3 separate regions of the Mus musculus genome follow, and all the other regions are linked to region 1. Evidence: chromatin contacts called from public promoter capture Hi-C data. All regions are on one chromosome and are shown on one strand. The core of a region is the stretch at or near the end of the contact, and the rest is flanking DNA. Distances in the headings are between cores, read along the strand shown. Region 1 holds the start of Leng1 (leukocyte receptor cluster (LRC) member 1). Region 2 holds the start of Isoc2b (isochorismatase domain containing 2b). Region 3 holds the start of Brsk1 (BR serine/threonine kinase 1).

Region 1 (3,794 bases), core at 916-3,415:
AACACTGACTGCTCTTCCAAAGGTCCTGAGTTCAAATCCTAGCAACCACATGGTGGCTAACAACCACCCATAATGAGATCTGACACCCTCTTCTGGTGTGTCTGAAGACAGCAACAGTGTATTTATTTATAAATAAATCGTTGGGCATGAGCAAGTGGGGTTGACCAGAGCAAGCAGATGTCCTAAGTTCAATTCCCAACAACCACATGAAGACTCACAACCATCTGTACAGCTACAGTGTACTCATATACATAAAATAAATGAATAAATCTTTTTTAAAATAAATATTTAAAAAATAAACATAAAATCAAGGAATGGGCTGGGTGGTAGAGTTAGGAAAGCCAAAAGGCAGCCTATGACTGTCCCACTCTGCCCTTCAGGATACTCTGTGGCCTCTGTCCTGGGGCACTGGGTCGTCTGTCGGGAACCCTGGAGTTCCAGGTGCCAGATGAGGTGCTGGGGCTCATCTATGCGCAGACCGTGGTCTGGGTGGGAAGCTTCTTCTGCCCTTTACTGCCTTTGATCAACACTGCTAAGTTCCTCATACTGTTCTGCCTGAAGAAGGTGAGTCTGAGGAGTAGCCTAGGGTCTGAGCTGACAGGTGTTGGAGGCTGTAGTCCTGGGCTAGAGAAAGGAGGACGGTTATCAGGGCCCTGATTACTATGCCCTGAGGATGGGAGGAGGGAGCTGGAAGTCAGAGTCCTATTGGCTCAGAGATCTGGTCCCAGCCCCCAAAGGAGGCCAAAGCTCCAAGATAAGAAACAGGGAAAAGCAAAGGATTGACTCTTGAGTCTTACACCTCCATTTCCTCGCCTCTCCCTACCAGATAACCCTCTTCTCCATCTACTCACCGGCTTCCCGCACCTTCCGAGCATCCACGGCAAACTTCTTTTTCCCCCTGGTTCTCCTTGTGGGTCTGGCGATCTCTGCAGTTCCCGTGCTTTACAGTATCTTCCTGTAAGTACGAGAGACTTCTGTTTGTTCTCACTCTAGCTCGACTTGACTGAATCCAGTGTGTCTCCCCCTACAGGATCCCACCTTCGAAACTGTGTGGCCCGTTCCGCGGGAAGCTGTCCATTTGGGCCCAGATCCCTGAGGCCATTGAGAGCCTCCCTCAGACTGCCCAGAATTTTCTCTACTTTCTGGGAACCCAAGCTTTTACTGTACCTCTTCTGATCCTCTCTAGGTGAGCAGTCAGACTTTGAATGTGTGTAATTTAGTGTTTGAAAGAGAAAGGAGTTTCTGGGCACCTGAGTGCTAGAGAGGTGGGCTGGGTGCCTATATACAACAGAGACGTGGGGCTGGCCGGGATGCCTATAAATCAAGAGCAGGAGAGTCGGAGTGTGAATGCTTAGGGTCTAAGAAAAGACATCTGGGTTTGGATTCCTGGTCTGAGGAAAGGAGGGCTAGGGTGTGGATTTATCGATTTGATGAAGGGGGAGGAGGTATGGAGCCTGAACCTCTAGTTTAACCTCTGGTTAAAGGGTCTGAACTTTTGGGTCTAAAGAGAGAGGATAAAGACTTGTGTTCAGAGTCTCAAAAAGGGTTTTAAGGGATTTGAGGATCCTGATATTGGTTTCTTTAATTTACTTATTCATTTAATTTTTATGTGTGTTGGTATTTGGACAGTGTGACTGTCTGTGTGAAGTAACGAACTTGAGTTACAATTGTAAGCTGCCATGTGGGGCTGGGAATTGAACCCCGGTCCTTTGGAAGTGCAGCCAGTGCTCCGGTTACGAGCCATCTCTCCAGCCTGGTTTCTAAGGAGCCATATGATGAAGATGATTGTTTTTCTAGAGTGATTTTCATTCCTGTCTTCCATAGCATCCTGATGATGTATACCGTAGCCCTGGCTAACTGTTACGGACGCCTCATCTCTGAGCTCAAACGCCAGATAGAGACGGTGAGCCAGGCTGATTTCCCCGGAAAGGGCTCTATGAGACTATGAAAGAAGAATGAAAAGGTGTGCTTCACTTTCGCTCCTTTTTGCCCGCAGGAAGTGCAGAATAAAGTCTTCCTGGCCCAGCGAGCTGTGGCTCTGAGCTCAAGGAATGGAACTTCCTGATAAGTCTGGCTGAACCTTCAGCCCCTCAGCTTCAGTGACTTCATATCAAGTGATGGGACTCTTTCATCTCTGGAACCAAATTCCCCGCCCTCTGCCACCCGAATGCTACACTCTCAATTGAACCGTATTAATAAACAACAGTCAAGGCCGCTTTGCGTTTTGAAACCCCGTTCTGAAGCCTCGGACGGGGTTTGGGGAGGGGCCAGGTCCAAATCGGCCTGAAGAGCTAGGTTATGTCTGCTTAAAGGAATAGACAGGCAACAGCCTCATCAAGCAGCGTCCGGGGGTGGAGCAACTCAGGTTACAAATGCTTAGGATTGGCTGAGATGGAAGGCTCTCAGCCAATAATCTCTAAACAAGGCTAGGATGGGACGTGACAATTGGCCCAGAACCAATGCACGAGCAAGGGTGGAACCATGGGGCGGGAGCATCCTCGAGCCAATCGGAAGTGCTGAAGAGTGGGCCTGACAGTCCGAGGTCGGCACTGGAGCCATGAATATCTTGCCGAAGAAGAGCTGGCACGTCCGGAACAAGGACAATGTTGCCCGCGTGCGGCGCGACGAGGCCCAGGCCCGGGAGGAGGAGAAGGAGCGGGAGCGGAGGGTGCTGCTCGCCCAGCAAGAGGTAAGCCTGGGGACCGCCCAGAAGCGCGGCGGGCCTAGCTATCACTCGGTGCCGGGAGCGGGTCTGTGTGTTCGACGATGTTTCTCTGAAAATCCTGTGCTAACTTCCAAGAAACCTTCCTAGATTTCCCCACTGGTGTTGAGGGACCAGAGACTAGCATACTGGAAGAGTTGGACAAATATTCTGATTACTTTATAGGTTGCCCGCACAAGTTAATTACTGATCACCCACTCTGTGTATGCTCCCTTCCTTCTGAGCGCTTGCTTTGAGAAATTCCCTCTTAGAACAACTTGGAGGGGTGCGGTCACCTTGCTCTGAGTACAACGGCTTCAGCAAGGAGGGCAAAGGGCGGACAAGCCGGGGTCCACTTCGTTGGGCATGTCTTTTCTCCCTCCCTCATTGCTTGCCAAGAAAAGAGCATCTGGAGGTTTTATTTGGAACAGGGTCTGTGTAGCCGTGGCTGTTATGGAACTGGCTACGTAGACCAGGCTGGTCTTGAACTCAGCTTGCCTGTTCCACTTGAACGCTAGTATTGAAGACCACACACACATCACAGACTCTAAGTTACTCGATTAGTTTGGTTTACACTTAAGTCCCTTGGCCAATCTGATCATGAATTAGTGTGGGCTTAAAAAAAAAAAAAAAAGCCGGGTAGTGGCGGTGGCGCACGCCTTTGATCCCAGCACCTGGGAGGCAGAGGCAGGTGGATTTCTGAGGCCAGCCTGGTCTACAAAGTGAGTTCCAGGACAGCCAGGGCTACACAGAAAAACCCTGTCTTAAAAAACAAAACAAAACAAAACAAACAAACAAAAAGGTGACGCTTGTAATTAATCCCAGATACTAAGGCTGCAGAAAGGGGAGAATTGTGAATCAGAGACCATCCCTATCTGGGGTCAGGTTGTACTTGGAGTGGTGACCTGGAGCCATACCTTGGATTTAGATCCTTTGTCCAGAAAGCAATATTTGATTACCTTACAAGTTTGGGAGTATATACATACTTGTGTTGGGGACTGAATTTGGAACTACACACAAGGCAGGGGCTCTATGGCTGAACAAGCCACCTATACCTATACCTGAGTGGGTTTTCCTTGCATCACTTGAGACT
Region 2 (3,794 bases), core at 470-2,969, 1.2 Mb before region 1:
CTGTTAAGGGAACTGAAGCCAGCACCTGCCAATTAACTTTATAGACTCTAACACAAGAGTGATGGCATTTGCCCTTTCTTTTCTCTTTTCTTTTTCTTTTTACCAACCCCTACCGCTACCCACACACCTGCCCTTGGTTTCACTATGTAGCTCTGGGGAGTCCTGGAACTCACTTTGTAGACTAGGCTGACATCCTAACTCACAAAGATCTGCCTGCATCTGCCTTCAGAGTGCTTGGATTAAAGGTATGTACCACCATGCCTGGTTCTTTTCTTCGTGTGTGTGTGTGTTTATAAAATTTTGGGTGTGTGTCTGCCCATGTGTCTGCTTACCACATGCATTCAGTGCCAAAGTGGCCAGAAGAAGGTGTCTGAGCCCCTGGAAGTAGAATTACAGGCGACTGTGAGCCTCCACCACTGTCTGGCTTGTTGTTTTTAATCTTTGTTCAGCTCATTTTGTTTTTGAGGCTCAGTTTCAGGATGCACTTGAGTTCACTGTTCTGGGGAGACCAACTTTGAACCTCTGCCGGTTGCCTTCCCAGTCCCATCCCATCCCCCATCTCTCCCACCCTCACCCCACCCCCATGCATACAGTGCTGGGCACTAAAGCGAAGGCTTTATTCATGCCAGGCAAGGACTCTGCCACCTGAGCTACAGTTCCAGCCTTATTTCTTTTTCTTTGTTCGACAGTGTCACACTCTGTGGCCCAGGCTAACCTGGAACTCTGTGTATATATATATCTCTCCCCCAAAAGATCCTCACCCACACTCAGCCTCCCAAGTGCTGGGTTTACAGTCCTCGTTAGCCACCATGCCTAGCCCTTTTCTCATAACTTCAAGGTGAAGAAATCCTCCTGTCTCCACTTCTGAGTACTTGGGGTCATGGGTATTAAGCCACCGTAATCAGCTTTTGTTTTCTTATTCATTGAACTCAAGGCCTCAGCTTCTAGAACGCTGGGATTACCGGCCCTGAGCCACCATACCAGGTTTATATATCTGGATGAAGTAATCCTCTCTCTCTTAACCCCCACTTCTAAGTACAGAGTCAGTTTTCTATATAGACCACCCAAGGAGACAAGTCCTGAATTCCTGGAGAAAAAGCTAACTGGCAAGCAGTGGGGGAAAATGTCTTACGAGGCTTGTTCTTTTGTTTTCTTAGTTTGACTTTCGGGTTTTCGAGACAGGACTTACTTCCGTGTTGTACTGGCTATTCTGGAATTCGCGTTGTAGAGTCAGAATTATGCCTGCCTCTGCCTCCTGAGTACTGGAACTAAACCATTAACTAAATCATCGGTTTATGATGATTACTGGAACTAAACATTTGCGCCACCATGCCCGGCTGTTGTTTTGGTTGACAGGGTCTCACCACGCAGTCCCGGCTAGTCTCGAACTGGCGATACTCGTGCTTCAGCCTTCCTAGAGCTAGGTTACAGAAAGCATCACCTCTCCCCGGTCGCCCCGGATGGAGTGGATGGTGCCATGAACCCTACACTAGCCAAGATTGAGCCTCTAGCTCTCTGGTCGTTCTTCACCCTCCTTCCGGGTTAGAAGCCGAGCTCTCAGCCAAGGCCCTCCCTCCGTGGATTTTCATTGGTCCTACCCTCTGTCTCTCCGCCTGCTCCAGTTTCTTCAGACCAATCGAATTAACAGGATGGAGTAGAACAGAGTGAGGCGAACGCCGATTGGTTGGCTCGGCGCGGGGGTGTAGACCCGCGGCTCTGACTACGTGTCTACAAAGGGCAAAAAGGAGGCCCAGTACGGGGTCAGTGGGAATCCAGCGGGGAAAAGGTCACGGGACTTCTTGGAAAAGGGGCCCGAACTCGAACCTGGGACCTTCGAGTAAGTCCGGTTCGTTACTTGCTGGCTGTTTGCAAACCCACCATCCCGTCATTCAGACCGGGAAACGGAAGCTTTGCAGGGTGTCGGGTTCGGGGGTTGGAATGGCATTCCATTTGGTCTCAGGATAGACCCGCGGGGAGAGTCCCCAACCCTCTCTAGAGACAAATTTTGCATCAACCCCGCCAGTGAGCTAACCCTGGAGAAAAAAAGAGACCCAGAGAGGAAGGGAAACTCACCCAGGGTCACACAGCCTGAAATTCCTGGTTCCAGGAGTTGTGGTCCCCGCTTCTCTCACAATTACGTGCTCCTCTGTATCGCTCTCCCTAAAGCATCGTGGATCCTCTCCCATCTGTGTCCCCAGTCCATCTCGATCAAATCTGGCGAACTGAGCCTGGCTGTCATGAAAGCCAGGCAAATCAAGTGCTCTCTACCACTGAACTCCATCCAGCCCCCTTGCTCATTTCCTTCACACTGTGCCTCCCAAAAATGGGTTCCCAAGCCAAGAACCCAGCCCTTGGGACATAAGCCTTAAAAACCTATGAGGGGAATAGAGAAGGGGGGGCGAGTAGACATGGCTCAGTGGCTAAGAACTCTGGTTTCTCTTGTAGAGGACCTGGGTTTGGTACTCAGCACCCAGACGGTGGTTTACAACCGTCTTTAAATCTAGTTTCAGGGGACCCGACTACCTCTTCCAGCCTCCACAGACACTACATGCATGTGGCTATGCAGTCTCAGGTCAAACACTCATATAATAAACCCAGTCCGGGCTGGAGAGATGGCTCAGCAGTTACGAGCAGTGGCTCCTCTTCCAGAATGGCTCACAACCATCTGTAATGGGATCTGCTGCCCTCTTCTGGCATGCAGGCATACATGTAGACAGAGCACTCATATACAGGGAATAGATAAATAAATATTTTTTTAAAATTAAAAGTAAATCTGATCAACACACACATTTGGGATCCAGAGAGAAATGACTCCTTCGCTTGTCTCTGACCTCCACATATGCCCCATGGCATGGATACCCTCTCCCATATAGAAACTAAATAAATAAATAGAAATTTTTAAGGAAAAAAAAATCTACATTTGCCATTCAGGGAGCACAGATGGGAGTTTGCCATACCGTTCTTGCGCTTTTCATTTCACTGGCGCACTTTTTATCTGTGTTGGAGACCTCCCTTGCAGGTTTGTTTGTTTGTGGGTTTTTGTTTGGTTTTTTTTTGTTTTTGTTTTGTTTTGTTTTTTAAATGTCTGTGTTGGAGACCTCCCTTGCAGTTGTTTTTGGCTACAAAGAATCCACAGTGAGAATTTGGCTGGCTGCAGTTTTTGTAATCCCAGCTACTCCTTCCGGAAGTTTCAGCAGGAGAATTGCTCGTTGAATTCCAGGTGCCCTTGGGCGATTTAGCAAGATTCTGTGGCAAACGGTGTTGAATCTGATCTCCAGTACTGCATGAATCACTTGTATGCTGATAAATTCTTGCACTAGGGTGTGGAGGCTAGAGGATCAGAAGTTCTAGGTCACCCCAAACCACAAAGTGGAAAACTTGAGAGAGAGAGAGAGAGGGAGAGGAAGAAAGAAGTATATGTATCTAATCACAGCTCAGTGACTCCATACCTAGAATCCCAGGATTTAAACAGCTCACACAGGAGGGTTGACGTGAGTCCCTGGCCAGCCTTGAGTCCATGAGAAGCTCTCTGCTCTACACAGTGGTTGAGAGTGGATATGATGCCATAGGTCATTAAACATTATTAGTGTCTGTTATGTAAGGCATTATGGGTCACCAGGTGGCCAGACTGCAAGTGTCTGTGGCCTAACTGGCTACATTTGGGAATTTGTGGCCCTTTATCACTAGAGCCCTGTCAAAGAGTCTTGTGATTAATAATAACCTGGTCCCTGTCAGATAAATACTTAGGGACAGATTTCTGGATCAGAGGGTTTGTGTCTCCGTCACTTTGAGGA
Region 3 (3,794 bases), core at 910-3,409, 1.0 Mb before region 1:
CACAGGAGCACTCTAGCAACCGAGTTACATCGCTAGCCCGGAAGCTTGTGTCCTGTTTCTGGAGCGGTGTCTACACCATGGAGAGGGAGGACGGAGGGGCCGGGTGTCTATAAATACCTACAAATATTTCTTGTTCTCGTAGACGTCGTGGAGCTTGAGCACGTGCGGGTGTTCAATGAGCTTCAGGATGGCGATTTCCCTCTCCACCTGAGGGGCCAGGGATACAAGAGAAAGGGTCAGCATCACCTCCCGCCTTTCCTTCTGCGCCAAAGGACACTCTCGCTACACACACACACACACACACACACACACACACACACACACACACAAACACCCACCTTCATCAGCACCGATTCCGACAGCTTCTCCCTGTTCACGATCTTGACAGCGACCTTCTGACCCGTGATGCAGTGGACTCCAAGTTTAACTAGACCTGGAGATCGGATTTAAAATATGGGGTGTTCTGGAGTTCACCCTAGCTCTCAAGTTGTCAACACACCCCCATCCTCACTCCCAGCTTGGTTACCCATTTCTTCTATCCCGAATTTCTGCATTTGAACTGGTAGCCAACAGCTGCCATGCCTACAAAACACAACTCTTTCCTATGCACGTTGCCCACTTTTAGTCCTTCTGACTGTCTGCCCTTTGCCGATCCCCTCCACCAGCCTCTCCTGGCCTTTTATTCTGACTCTCTGGCCTTCTGGTATGTCTGCCCAACTTCATCTTTCTTTTCAGATTTCAGAAGCCCTATAATCTTACAAAACACACTCTCAATTTTTCTTCTTTCCCAAGCCTCCCCATACAAAGTGAGTTCCAAGACAGCCAAGGCTACACAGAGAAACCCTGTCTCGAAAAACCAAAAAAAAAAAAAAAAAAAAAAAAGCTGTCATGGTCAGAAAGCATGCGTATTCCCTGACCACTCCTCAGATCCAGAGCTCAGCTATGGAAGGTGCCTCTTCTCAGTCCCAGGAACCCAGATCTTACCCCTCCGTCCTTAGACCCAGTAGTCTTGGCCCCAGCCCTCGTCCCTCAGGCCCAGCAGTGCAGGTACATGGCCCCTTCTCCTTCCAAAGTTCAAGAATTGAGGTCAACAGCACGTCACACTCTTACTACCAGGATATAAAGGTCTGACCTCCCTTTCCTATCTCAGGCCTGGAACTCAACTTCATAGGGACCCAGAACCCACAGCCCAGAACACTGGAGGTCATCCCTCAGTTCACCTCGATCCCCTGCCTAGAAGAAGATGGTTGTGGCCACACTCAGCCTTTAGCATCAATCAAAGATAACTCTGCTTTCCAGGGCCACTTCTGGCTGGGAGCTTAGCTTTCTACAGTCCACCTCTCCATTCTATTTCCACACTGCAGAATGGAGAGAATGTAGTCGACCTCACACCCTAGGGCTCCAGCTTGCTGCACGGAGCGCAAGTGACCGCTTTTGAGCATAAGAGGGACAGGATAGCAGCCTCTCTCGGGATGGATGCACCTCCACCCAGCCTGCACCTCCACCCTGCCTGCGGCTGTACTGCAGCACCCGCCTGCCTCAGCTTGCAGAATCAGCCCAGGTCCCACACCCGTAATGGGCCTACTTCCCCACAGCTTCCTGAAGCCCCTCCAATATCTGCCCCAATAGGGTTATTTGAGCCACAGTAGTCCAGACCCCTACTTCTCCCTGGAACCCACAAGTCTCAGACCCCTGCCATCTCAAGGCCCCAACGTCAGACTCTACTCCGTACACCGTGGGCACTTGGAACTCAGGACCCAAGCCCCTTTTCTACGAGGGACCCAGGGGTCTGCCCTTTAAATATCCATGGTCCCGCCCTCTGCCCCTTCCAGCACCCCGCCCCCGCCCCAGGTGTCCGCTTAGGTTCTCACCTGTCTGTCCTTTGCCCAGCGTCTTCTCCAGGCGATAGGGGCCCACATATTGGGCGTGCTGGGGTGGGTGTGGGTGTGGGTGTGGGAGGTGGTAGGCGGGGGAGCCCCCGCCACCTTCCTTGGACCCGGACGACATGGTGCCCTTGGTCCCGGCCCGACCGGTCCCCCGGCCGCCCCCCCTGCGGCCCGTCGCCCCGTTCCTCCGGTGGGGGCCGGCGACACCTCCGTCCCGGCCCCCCCGGTTGCTCCCCACTTCTCCGGGGGTCCCCAGGGGGCTGGGCTGGCCCCCCCAGTCGGTGGGCCGCAGAGCTGGGGGAGGGGGGGCTGCCGGGGGGGTCAGGCCCCTGGAATCAGCATGGCGGGGGGGGCTGCGCGGCCCCCCCTCCCCAGCCCGTCCCTGGCCGGCCCCCCCCTTCCTGTGCCTCCCCCTGCAGGGGGGGTCTGAAGTGTGGGGCCGGCGGATGCTGCAGGCCGAGATCCCCCCCGCCCCCCCACGCGCCCTCTCTCCTCCGCCTCCTCCTCCTCTCCGCCTCCCCCCGCCACCTCGTCCTTTCTCTCCGGCACGCTGACATCACCATCCGGGGACTCCCGGCCCTTCCCCACAGTTAACCCTTTCGGAGGGGGAGGGGGAGTGGCAGGGGGCGGGCCTGGAAGCTGGACGGACGGGGAGGAGGTGGGAAGATGCTGGGATGTATGGATGGGTGGAGGGATGCTGGAGGAGAAGGATGCTGCAGGAGAGAGGGATGCCTGAAAGGATGGAGGGAAGGATGGAGAGAGATACAGAACCAGTATTAGACAAGCAGAGATGAAGACACAAAGAGAAGTCTGACATACATTAGTAGATGGGAAGATGCAGAATATCAGAGACAGGGTGGAGGAGTGAAGGAGGTAATAACGGAGCGGGGAGAATTAAGAGTTCAAGGCCATTATAGCTATAAAGTGTGTTTGAGGACAGCCTAGACTACGTGAGAACGCCCCCTCAACCCACCCCCTCAAAAAAGAGCTGAAAGGGGCAGACAGGGATAGGAGACAAACAACAGACAGGGATGAGGAGATAGAAATGCAAAGGAAGATGTAGAGCGAGGGGGACAAAGAGAAATAAGGACTGTCAAGGGTCCATATATTCACAGGAGGGAATGATGCTGGGCTTAGATGGGAACAGACTGTGGAGTGTGTGTGTGGGTGGTGGTGGTGGCAGAGGATAAAAGAGACAAAGATAGAAAAGGGAAGGACTTTGGGGAGTTGGAGACCTAAGTGTGATCTATTTCTCTATGTCCTCTAAGGTCAACACTGTGTACTCCTTGGGCTAATTCTATGTTCCCACCGTTATCAGGGCTCCACGTTCTGCTCTTGTTTTTTTTTTTTTTTAAGACAAAGTCCAGCTGACCTCAAACTATGTGGCTGAAGATGACCTTGAACTTCTGATCCTCCTGCTTCTGTCTCTCAAGTGTGAAATTACAGTCCTGGAGAGATGATTCAGCAGTTAGGAAGAGTAGGCTGCTTCCCAGGGACTGGGGATTTGCATTCTCAGCATCTATACAGTAGTTCATGGCTGTATGTAACTCCATCTGGTTTCCGGGGATCAAAGTACACGTGGTACACATATGCACAGACAGTTATCCATATGCATATTTCTTCCAACTCCTTTAAAATTGTTTAAAAACAGTCCGATACCACCATGCTTTAATGTCTCCTATACCTTGATAGGTAGGCAGATAGATCCCAGTGCAGGCTGGATGTGTAATGTTTGCTTGTTAAGTCCTGTAAACTTCAGGTAGGCCTCAGTATAATCCATGTGCCTCCGTGGGAGGACCATAGGTCTGCACTCAGCCATGAGGAATCTGGTTCCTATTAAGCTTCCATATAAGCCATAGCCTTCTTTATGGCAGGCACCCTAAGTTGTTAGGCATCCATTCCATCCCC

The links. Promoter capture Hi-C pulls out the DNA fragments that hold promoters and counts their contacts.
Region 2: a contact with region 1 is called in a promoter capture Hi-C map of pre-B cells, with 6 times the contacts expected there. The contact joins the promoter of Isoc2b here to the promoter of Leng1 in region 1. A contact is called at or near these places in 8 of 39 promoter capture datasets (the C10 cell line, cranial neural crest, fetal liver and 5 more), 1 of 115 datasets of contacts at active chromatin or transcription factors (embryonic stem cells) and 1 of 9 other capture datasets (adipose tissue).
Region 3: a contact with region 1 is called in a promoter capture Hi-C map of liver, with 2.8 times the contacts expected there. The contact joins the promoter of Brsk1 here to the promoter of Leng1 in region 1. A contact is called at or near these places in 7 of 39 promoter capture datasets (cranial neural crest, frontonasal cranial neural crest, hematopoietic stem and progenitor cells and 3 more), 2 of 115 datasets of contacts at active chromatin or transcription factors (extraembryonic endoderm stem cells and stem cell-derived neural progenitor cells) and 1 of 9 other capture datasets (adipose tissue).

Annotation. Positions count from the first base shown.
Region 1 is chr7:3,664,211-3,668,004 of GRCm38.p6, reverse strand. Leng1 (leukocyte receptor cluster (LRC) member 1) reads left to right here and starts at 2,165. Exons shown (of 4, transcript NM_027203.3): 1 at 2,165-2,689. The coding sequence starts at 2,558. Tmc4 (transmembrane channel-like gene family 4) reads left to right here. Exons shown (of 15, transcript NM_181820.2): 11 at 381-564; 12 at 827-957; 13 at 1,031-1,186; 14 at 1,825-1,903; 15 at 1,997-2,251. The coding sequence ends at 2,065.
Region 2 is chr7:4,864,104-4,867,897 of GRCm38.p6, reverse strand. It overlaps Isoc2b (isochorismatase domain containing 2b), which reads left to right and starts at 1,719. Exons shown (of 6, transcript NM_026158.2): 1 at 1,719-1,837.
Region 3 is chr7:4,689,293-4,693,086 of GRCm38.p6, reverse strand. Brsk1 (BR serine/threonine kinase 1) reads right to left here and starts at 2,159. Exons shown (of 19, transcript NM_001003920.3): 1 at 1,872-2,159; 2 at 339-433; 3 at 122-207. The coding sequence starts at 2,007.